3 separate regions of the Mus musculus genome follow, and regions 1 and 2 are each linked to region 3. The links are chromatin contacts, called in public Hi-C and promoter capture Hi-C maps. All regions are on one chromosome and are shown on one strand. The core of a region is the stretch at or near the end of the contact, and the rest is flanking DNA. Distances in the headings are between cores, read along the strand shown. Region 1 has its middle 14 kb from the start of Gm39795. Region 2 has its middle 4.4 kb from the start of Gm35260. Region 3 has its middle 11 kb from the start of Crb2.

Region 1 (2,810 bases), core at 30-2,529, 2.5 Mb after region 3:
AGGGACCACTGTTATTCTTCCTGAGTAACAATTTGGCAAAATGTAACAAAAGCTATAAAACACATCACAACTGAGCCAGGAGCTCCATTTGTAATAATGAAGGAAGAACTCAGGGGCAAGCAGTAGCTCGGTGGGTGGAAGCATTTACTGCAAGACTCATGACCCCCAGGGTGGAGAGAATATATTCCATAAAGTTGTCTTCTGACCTCTGTTCCCCTGCCTTGGCATGTACACACACACACACACACACACACACACAAATGTAAATAAAAATTTTTAAAGAACATATTAAAAAATTGCTCACTAGGATGGACTTACTCCATGGACAGGCAATGGACAGATAACAATTATATACACATAAAAATAATGAAATAAATCTTTTTTAAGAAGGAAAATACAGGAAGGAAACATACCAAATTTTGTAGTGGTGGCAGTTATGGATAGTTCTTTGGTTTTGTTTAGTTGGTTTTGGTTTTATCCTTTAAAAGAAATTCATTTTCCAAATTTTCTATCACAAGCTCTTGTTACCATGAGGAAGGAAGGCCCATGAAGAGATGAAGCACATCCCCCAGTCAGGCCACTAAGCCACCCTGCAAATTTAATTAGTATTTACTCAGCCCAGCCCAGCCACAGCCACAGCCTCTACAACAGAGAAATCAAGAGCCCCACCCTCAAGGCTGACTTACATGGAATATATATATCTTTTGCTTGATAAGTACTTGAACCAAATGATAGATCTGTTGAGGTTGGAAAGTAACGAGACACCCTTTGCTTAACCAACTTAGCAAAATAAAGGAAGCCCACTCCCTCCAGCCAGGCTCCCTCATAACAGTTTCCCACCAGGCTCCATGGCTCAGACCCTTCTGGAGTCTTCTCAAAAAAGCCAGATTAGGAGAGACAATAACCAGAAAAAATAAAAAAATAACAAAACAAAGCCGAAAACTGATCAGATATGTTGGGACACAATTTTAATACCAGCATTCAGGAGCAGAGGCAAGTGGATCTCTCTAAGTTCCGGGCCAGCCTGATCTACAGAGTGAGTTTTAGGATAGCTGGAGTCCATTAAAAAAGCACGCCGGCACCAAACCTTACCCTTCGTTTTGTCAGCGCACAGACAGGGACCCCAACCCAGGCTTTTAGCTGCCTAGCCTCACCCACCACACCCTCTGCTTTTCTCTCCCCTACCCTGCAATTGCCCCTGTGGTCCAAGGCAGGGCAGGAGCAAGTAGGCACGTCTCTCAAGAAGAGGGGGAGGGGAAGTCAGAGGCAGAAGGAACTAAGCCTGCCTGTGGTCTCCAAGTTCACAAACCACATCAGGCTGAAATATGACACACGCTCATTCAGCTGGAAGGAAGGAGATATTTTTACTTAACCTCCCTCGGCTGCCTAAACATTGATGGCCCAGCTACCCCCACCCCCACCCCCCACCACCACACGTAACTCCTGGGACCCGCTTTTCTCTGCTTCAGCCCACATTTTCTTACAAGGTAACAGGGCGACTCCCTTTCCAGCGCTTCTTGGGGATGTCTAAGAGTTTGTCAAACAGTAGAAAGGAAGAATGCAGTTCTGGCTGGGTGCCCAGCTAACAAAAGACCTTGCCTGGGTCCAGGAGCATTAATTTCCTAAAAATAGATAGGAGACTGATCCACACTCTGCAGACCTGTTGATGGTAAAGAACATATGTGTTTATAAATAGTCCCGAGGCCTCTCCAGCGTTCCCGAACTGTGCATGCCAAGGCCCCAGCACACATGTAACAGCTGCAGGCGAGGGCAGGGGAGGGGGGAGGCACATCTGTATCTCCAGGGCTGAAGTCAGGGGACTAGAGAGACCCGTAGATCCCTGGAGCTCCTTGGCCAGTCAGCCTACTGAATTGCTGAACACCAGGTTCACAGAGGGGCCAGAGAAATGGCTAAGCAGAGTGACCACTTCCTACACACACCTGATGACCAGAGTTTGGTTCCCAGGACCCAAGTAAAGGTGGAAAGGGAGATGGACTCTACAAAGCTGTTCTCAGACTTCCATGTGTGTGCCCACACACATATATCACACACCCACACAGTAATAATAAATTAATAGCAAATACAAACGTAATAAAAAATAAAGTAAAAAGTGATAGGAGATGTTTGGAATTGACCTCTGGCCTCTGTGAATGCACTGATGGATGCACACCAGAGTACACACATGCACACACGTGCACACACACACATACACACACACACACACACCTAAGCTATCACTTGTAATTTCTCTTTCATTCTCTTGCCCTCTAACTTATCACCTCCAGTCAGCAAATACTCAAAAATTGTGGGCTGGGGCCAGAAGAGTTTCCTTGAAGAAAACCAGAGATCAATGTCTCAGCAAAGCGCTACAGGCCTGAATGATACCATCTCTATGGCCAGACAACATGTCATCTAAGAGCCAAATTTCCCTTCTGGAGTTAGGGGGAGGAACCCACAGGCTCCAGATGACCAGGAAACACCACGTCCTCCCTCCTGTGTACAGTTCTCCCTGTAACAGTGCGTGTCCTTGCACAGACCACTGTTCACAGTGGGACAACCAAGACAAGGCAGCCTATGTGACTGACTGTCCCTCGATTCATAGCTATAGTCTCTTTTAATTTAGAATTATTTTCTTAAGAAGAAAAACAGCAACAGGGAGACACTAACCGTAACAGTATCTACCTGCGAGCTTCGCCTCATCTGTTTTCAGATAAAATGTCCAGCTCCCATAAACCTGAAGCTGAGTTTCCAGGATCTGCCATTGATCTGCCCAGCAGGCATTGCTCTGGGTTGGATCTGCCTGCTGACTA
Region 2 (2,945 bases), core at 350-2,849, 2.3 Mb after region 3:
AATTTCAATCAATGCTTGAGTGAGGGAGCAGAGACAGGAGGATCTCTGGCCACCTGGTAAGACAAGAAAGCCTGTCTTTAAAATAATAAATAAATAAATAAGTGTGGAACATGTAAGGGGTGGGGTGGCCCCTGGGGGTCAGGACACCACCAAACACCAGCTTCTTAGTACAACTCAGCACAAAGAAGATTTGTTATGCTGGAGGGCTGGGGGGGGGGGGGCCGAAGGGGGTAGGCTTGTTTGTGTCTGCATTAGGCAAAGGCATGGCCAAGCAGCAGCAGGTGCTTTTTCGTGGCTTTTTAAGGAGAAAAGGAGTCTGTGATAGGGAGAGTTGCTAAGTCTTGATTGAACATGTTAGCCAAATAATGAATTTTGATTGCTGGTCCTTAGTGTTTTGTCTCAGGAATGAACTGAACTCAAATAGTGTATAAACGCAAAGAGGGTTTTATTCTGCAGAAGTCCTGCCTGCTGGAGTCTCCTATTACCAAGATAGAGACTCTGAAGTGAGCATGCAGGCCTGATTTAAAGCACCCTAGGAGAATCCCAGGGTAAGTGTTTTACGCTATCTCTGAGGACATTCCATTACCGGGGTGTGGAGGCCACCTGGAAACTGCTGACCCATTGCCCTTGCTTCAGGTCAGGTGGTGGGGCAGTTTCTGATGGCAGGGCAGTTTCTGACTAGCTGCCTGAAGCCTGGGCTTTTAGGCCTAATCTCCTGAACTGCCAATTTGAAGCCGGTCATGGAGTCAGCCTGTCTCATCCAGGGTAGCTTTAGGAATGTAATCTAACAGTTTTAGGGAGAGAGAAAAGTAAAAGCCTGTAGACACCATGTTTGCTATGCTCAGGCCTGCTATCGAGCCAGCCCTTCAGAGAGCAATTGAAGAAGATGCTGGAATTGAAGAAGATGCTGTTGACTTCTGACCTGGGGGTGGGGGGCGTGCACGTGTGCATGCATACACACACACACACACACATGAATAGATAAGACATTTTTTTTTTTAAGTAAAAAGATGAGGCTGGAGAGATGTCTCAGCAATTAAGAGCACTTGCTGCTCATACGGAGGCCCTGGGTTCAGTTCCCTAAGTGCCTATAACTCTAGCTTGAGGGTCTCAGATGTTCTTCTGCTTCCTGGCTAACGTACTTATCTATGGGGAGTGGGGGTGGGGTGTGTGTGGAGCGAATGCTGTCACGGTTCTAAGAATCAACCTGTGTAACAGATGGGGTCAGAGAAGGTCACTCTCCCTACTTCCTCTCCCACCCCCGCTCAGTCTTCTCACCTATCGACTGTAGATAACAGCAACAGTCACAGATCCATGGTTCCAGGATTCCCTGGAATGCCAACAGTAGTGGGTGTGTCAGTCCCTTAGATGAGATGGCAAACAGCCACAGAAGTTGAGCATTTCCCTCACCCCTGTTTACTTAAATCATAATTTAAGCTTACTTTTGACTCCTAACACAAGGAAAGGGTTAAGAGACTAAATGTATTGTCTAGGAAATCCTGGTTAAAAAAAAAAAATTGGTCCATGCTCACTACAGAGGGGCTATCGTTGCACATGTGGCTGCAGTGTGATTCTGGTGTTTGTAATATATTTGCTCTGGGGGGGTGGCTGAATCCAGGAATGGAGAAGCCGTGGGCTCAGAAGTCATGGAGACGGAGCACCCACGACATTACTGAACATCCTCTTTTTACACTATCTCATTTGTTCTTTACTTAAACCACATGTGGCAGGAATTTCTGTTCTTTTACACATTGGGATTTGAGGTCAGGACAGCTCTGCAACTTGTTCCAAGGTACCTAGTCCATGCCTGTGGGTGGCCAGAGTCCATGTGGCCACAGGCTTTGCCAAGTGTTCTCCAGGTCTCTGTGGCCTGTTTCTGTAAGCCTGATTCTTACTGGGTTGTCGACCAAGTGTCCCACGCCCAGCATTTCCCACGCTTGGTGGCTATAAATAGCTGTTTTGTGCTGGAATAAGTCAAAGCCTTTTTCCCTCAGGACTGCAGAAAACACCCCACAGAGGGCCTGCAAAACACAGCTGCCCGAAGCGAACATAAGTAAGCTCGTAGCCATTCCCCCCTTCTTCTTGTGACATTTGAGAGCATCCCAAGCATTCATTTGGGAAGGCTGTGCTTTATAACTGATGTCACCCCTGGGTAGTCACAGACAGTATGATCCAAGAGGTCCTTTTGGGGGGACTCTGGTGACTTTCCAAAGGAGCTTGCAGCCTGGGAAACATCCTCAGAAAGAAACTGGTCCTGGAAGAGTTCGTAGGAGAACAGGACAGGCATCTGGGCTAGCCTGGTCCACTGCACAATGAGTGGGCTAGCCTAATCCACTGCACATCAAACATGGCCAGCCGCAGTTTCCTCTGCTTCCTGAGGATAGTTCTAAGTTTGCCATGATGTTCTTTCCATCTTTCCATGGCTAGAGGCAAGTGCTAACCATCACTTCTCTGCTGCTGGCCGTTGCAGAGATACTCACCTAGAGGGGCGGGGGGGAGGGGGGGTGGTACATGGGAAGTAAGCAGCAGGCCTCAGGGGAGCAAGCTCTATCAATGCAGTGTCTTTTCTCAACTTGTTTGTTCTGAGACAGGGTCTTCCCACAGAGCTCTGATTAACCTCGAGCTTAGGGTGACCCTCCTGCTTCTGCATACCTGCCCCCCCAAAACGTTAGGATCATAGGCATGAACCACGATGCCTAACCATTCTAGACTGTCTTTTAAGTTTTTTTCTTATTTATTTTGTGTGTGTGATATGTGCGTGCCACAGCATGTGTGGAAGCCAGAGGACAACTCTCAAGAATCTTTTTCATTTGTTTACCACACGATTCCTGGAGATTGGAGCCAGGACATGAGACATGTAGGCCCATGTCTTTACCCAGTGAATCATCTTGTCTGTTTCCATACCAGAGTGTACTAATGATAGCTTAGGTACAAGAAGGAAATGT
Region 3 (2,700 bases), core at 62-2,561:
AAGAGTGGGTGAGGGGTGAGGGCATGGAGAGTGGGGTGTGAGATCAGATGAGGTTGCCCTTCCCCCTCCCTTCCTTCCTCCCTCCCTCCCTCCCTCCCTCCCTCCTTCCGTCCCTCTATCTCTAGCTCCCAAGGAAAAGCCCCCTTGTCTTTCCCCTCAAGGAGATTTCCAGCTTCTTTGCCAGGCTGTTGCCTAGAAACAGTGCCCTAGCTGGCCAGCCACACCCACTGCAGTCAGTCAGGATCAGGGTTGTACCGTACAGCCAGCTTTGAGGGCCTGAGTCCAGGCAGGAAGGGGAACGGGACCCTGGGCTCAGATACCAGGGGCTGGCCCCGGAGGAAGTTAGAGTCTGGGAACGCAGGGCTGTATGAACAGGAAGGGTGGAGCATTGGTCAGGAGACACTGGGCCTGAAACTGCGGAGGGTTGGTGTGCACAGGGTTGACACCAAAGGACTCATTCTGAAGTCATGGCTCTGATATCTGAGAGAAGCTGAGTCCCCTCCTGCACTGGTTTCATTGGTGTAGATGTGGGGGACAATGCCCATGCCACTCAGGAACAGATGGGGACGAGTCAGACACACAAAGCTTGGTATTGAAGGAACAACTGTCCTCATACCGACCAAAAGCTCCACCAGGACCTTCCAGGAGAGGGTCGGTGACCAGTGACTGAGAGCTGACCTTGGAGTCTCTCAGGAAAGATGGTCCCTGACTGACTTCTCTGGGTGGAGAAAGAGAGGGGATTGGAAGGTAACTCCAGGCAGCTGGGTGAAGTTACATGAAATCTCTCCCTTAGTTGCGTGGTTGGAATTAGGGAATCTCATGGTTCAGAGAAAACAAGGGACCTACCCAGGGTCAAACAGCACAGACTCATAGAACTAAGTCCAACTGGCTTTCCCTCTGAAGGCTGACCGTTCACAAAAGAAAGTGGCTTCCCTGTGGGGAACAAAGAGAACCAACCGCAGTGGTGGGCCTGAAATCACATTAAAGGAGACTGAACTCTAGGCAGGGCTTTGGGAAGCCATGTCTGAGATGGGAGAGAAGTGACCCAGGCTGAGCTCTCAGGTCCCTGGGTAATGTCCTGGGCCATCTGTCGCCACCTCCTACACTTGCGAAGCTGGGGAGCTCGGCATCGATTCGCCCCACCCTCCACCCCCGCTGCTTCTCAGCCACTGCGAGGAACCATGTGCGACGGTGGAGAATGTAAAAATATATATGCAACCGAAAAACAACAACGGCTCACAGCACACAGCTATAAATACTCCGCGGTGCGGAAGCTCACTCTTCGAGCTGGCTGCCTGCTGCCTGGGGCCCGGCCTCTCTGACAGGTGTAGGGGCTCTCGGGAAGGAGCAGGAACAGATCCACCAGCGCTAGACCTGCAATGTACCGAGGGCTTTGAAAGTGTGACATCACGTTTCCCCCACACGTTCTCAACCAATCACTCCTGTTGTGCCAGTGGTACACATAAGAAAGCCTAAGTTCAGAGAAGTAGGTTATCTGGTGAAGGTCACACATCCAAGGAACAGAGGAGCCAGAGAGAGAGGCAAAGGCCCTCCATGGGCCAACTGTAGGAGAGAGCCAGTGTCAAGCCCTGCCTCTCTCAGTCCTTGTCCAATGCCAGAGACAGCTTGAGACTCCAGGCATTTTTCAATCCACGCACCTATGGCTCCTTGATCCCTACCATATGAAGAGCATATTTCTTAGCATGGGTTTAAACATCTGGCTTCTGGCATCTGCCAACACCAGAAGCCACCTGACCCACATATGGCCTTGCTGACCTAGCAAAGGACCATTACAGGGTTCAGTGCTCTGCGTCTGTACTCACTGTTTCCTCACAGGTGTGCTGATCACCATGGTTGCTTCTGCTTACACACACACACACACACACACACACACACACACACACACACACACACACACACACACCAGGGGCTTCTACCCAAGTCCCACCTCCTCAGGGAAGACTCACTAGGTTCATCCTTTGGCCAGACCCTCCCATTAACCTGCTTTCCGGGCAAGATCTGGGGCACCGTTGTACTTGTCTGGACCACTGTGAGTGCTGGGTCACAGCTGTGAATGGGCAGAACCAAATCCACAGTGATCTGTTGCCAGGCAAGTGCTTGATGGCTTAGGAATGGCCAGTTGGTGCCCCAACCAATGATGCAGAGTAGATGCAAAACTACTGTCACAAACCAAACCGTCTTAGCATAGGCAGCAGGGCCCAGGTGTGTACCCAAGCTCAGATCCTCTCGCTCCCCACCCCACAATCAGAGTTAGAAAGGCCAGGGACAAGTCATCCCTAAGATTCAGCGGAGACGGAGAAGGAAAACCAGAGTGTGGCCTCACAGGAAGCAGGGCAGAAGAGGCCATTGTCCTGACCCTCTGTTTTCATGGGTCCAGATCTTATCAAGGGGTCAGTGCCTCCCTCAAACCCAAACTCTACCTACCAGCTCAGCAATGCTTCGCTCATCTGTGACTTAATGTCTTTGCTTGTAAATAGGGCTCAGAACTACCCCAGGTTGCAGAGCCAATGTGATGAGCCAGCATGCCCATGGAAGCAGCACTCAGCTCACTGCGGGCTTGAAAGGCCTCTCTTGAAGGCTGCATGGGACTTCCAAAACTACCAGCTGTGTTGTTCTTACAAAGCCCTTTGTCAATGTCGACACAGTGGGGGAGGCTCTTGTGGATTAGCTTTTTGTAAT

The links. Promoter capture Hi-C pulls out the DNA fragments that hold promoters and counts their contacts. Hi-C and Micro-C count contacts between places; a contact is called where the count stands out from the background.
Region 1: a Hi-C map of B cells shows a contact between it and region 3, with 7 read pairs. The contact joins two enhancer-like sites. A contact is called at or near these places in 1 of 484 Hi-C or Micro-C datasets (B cells) and 2 of 115 datasets of contacts at active chromatin or transcription factors (embryonic stem cells and large pre-B cells).
Region 2: a promoter capture Hi-C map of pre-B cells shows a contact between it and region 3, with 4 times the contacts expected there. The contact joins two enhancer-like sites. A contact is called at or near these places in 1 of 39 promoter capture datasets (pre-B cells) and 1 of 115 datasets of contacts at active chromatin or transcription factors (large pre-B cells).

What each region holds. Positions count from the first base shown.
Region 1 is chr2:35,258,375-35,261,184 of GRCm38.p6, reverse strand. It overlaps a transcript of Gsn not described here. Among named protein-coding and RNA genes, the nearest start is that of Gm39795, 14 kb to the left of the region's middle. Within about 2 kb of position 1,279, at least 86 of the 459 cell types and tissues checked have an H3K27ac peak or open chromatin away from gene starts, as enhancers often do. A contact at or near this core is called in B cells, where this site is marked.
Region 2 is chr2:35,507,770-35,510,714 of GRCm38.p6, reverse strand. No RefSeq gene overlaps it. Among named protein-coding and RNA genes, the nearest start is that of Gm35260, 4.4 kb to the right of the region's middle. Within about 2 kb of position 1,599, at least 105 of the 459 cell types and tissues checked have an H3K27ac peak or open chromatin away from gene starts, as enhancers often do. A contact at or near this core is called in pre-B cells, where this site is marked.
Region 3 is chr2:37,763,817-37,766,516 of GRCm38.p6, reverse strand. No RefSeq gene overlaps it. Among named protein-coding and RNA genes, the nearest start is that of Crb2, 11 kb to the left of the region's middle. Within about 2 kb of position 1,311, at least 89 of the 459 cell types and tissues checked have an H3K27ac peak or open chromatin away from gene starts, as enhancers often do. A contact at or near this core is called in B cells and pre-B cells, where this site is marked.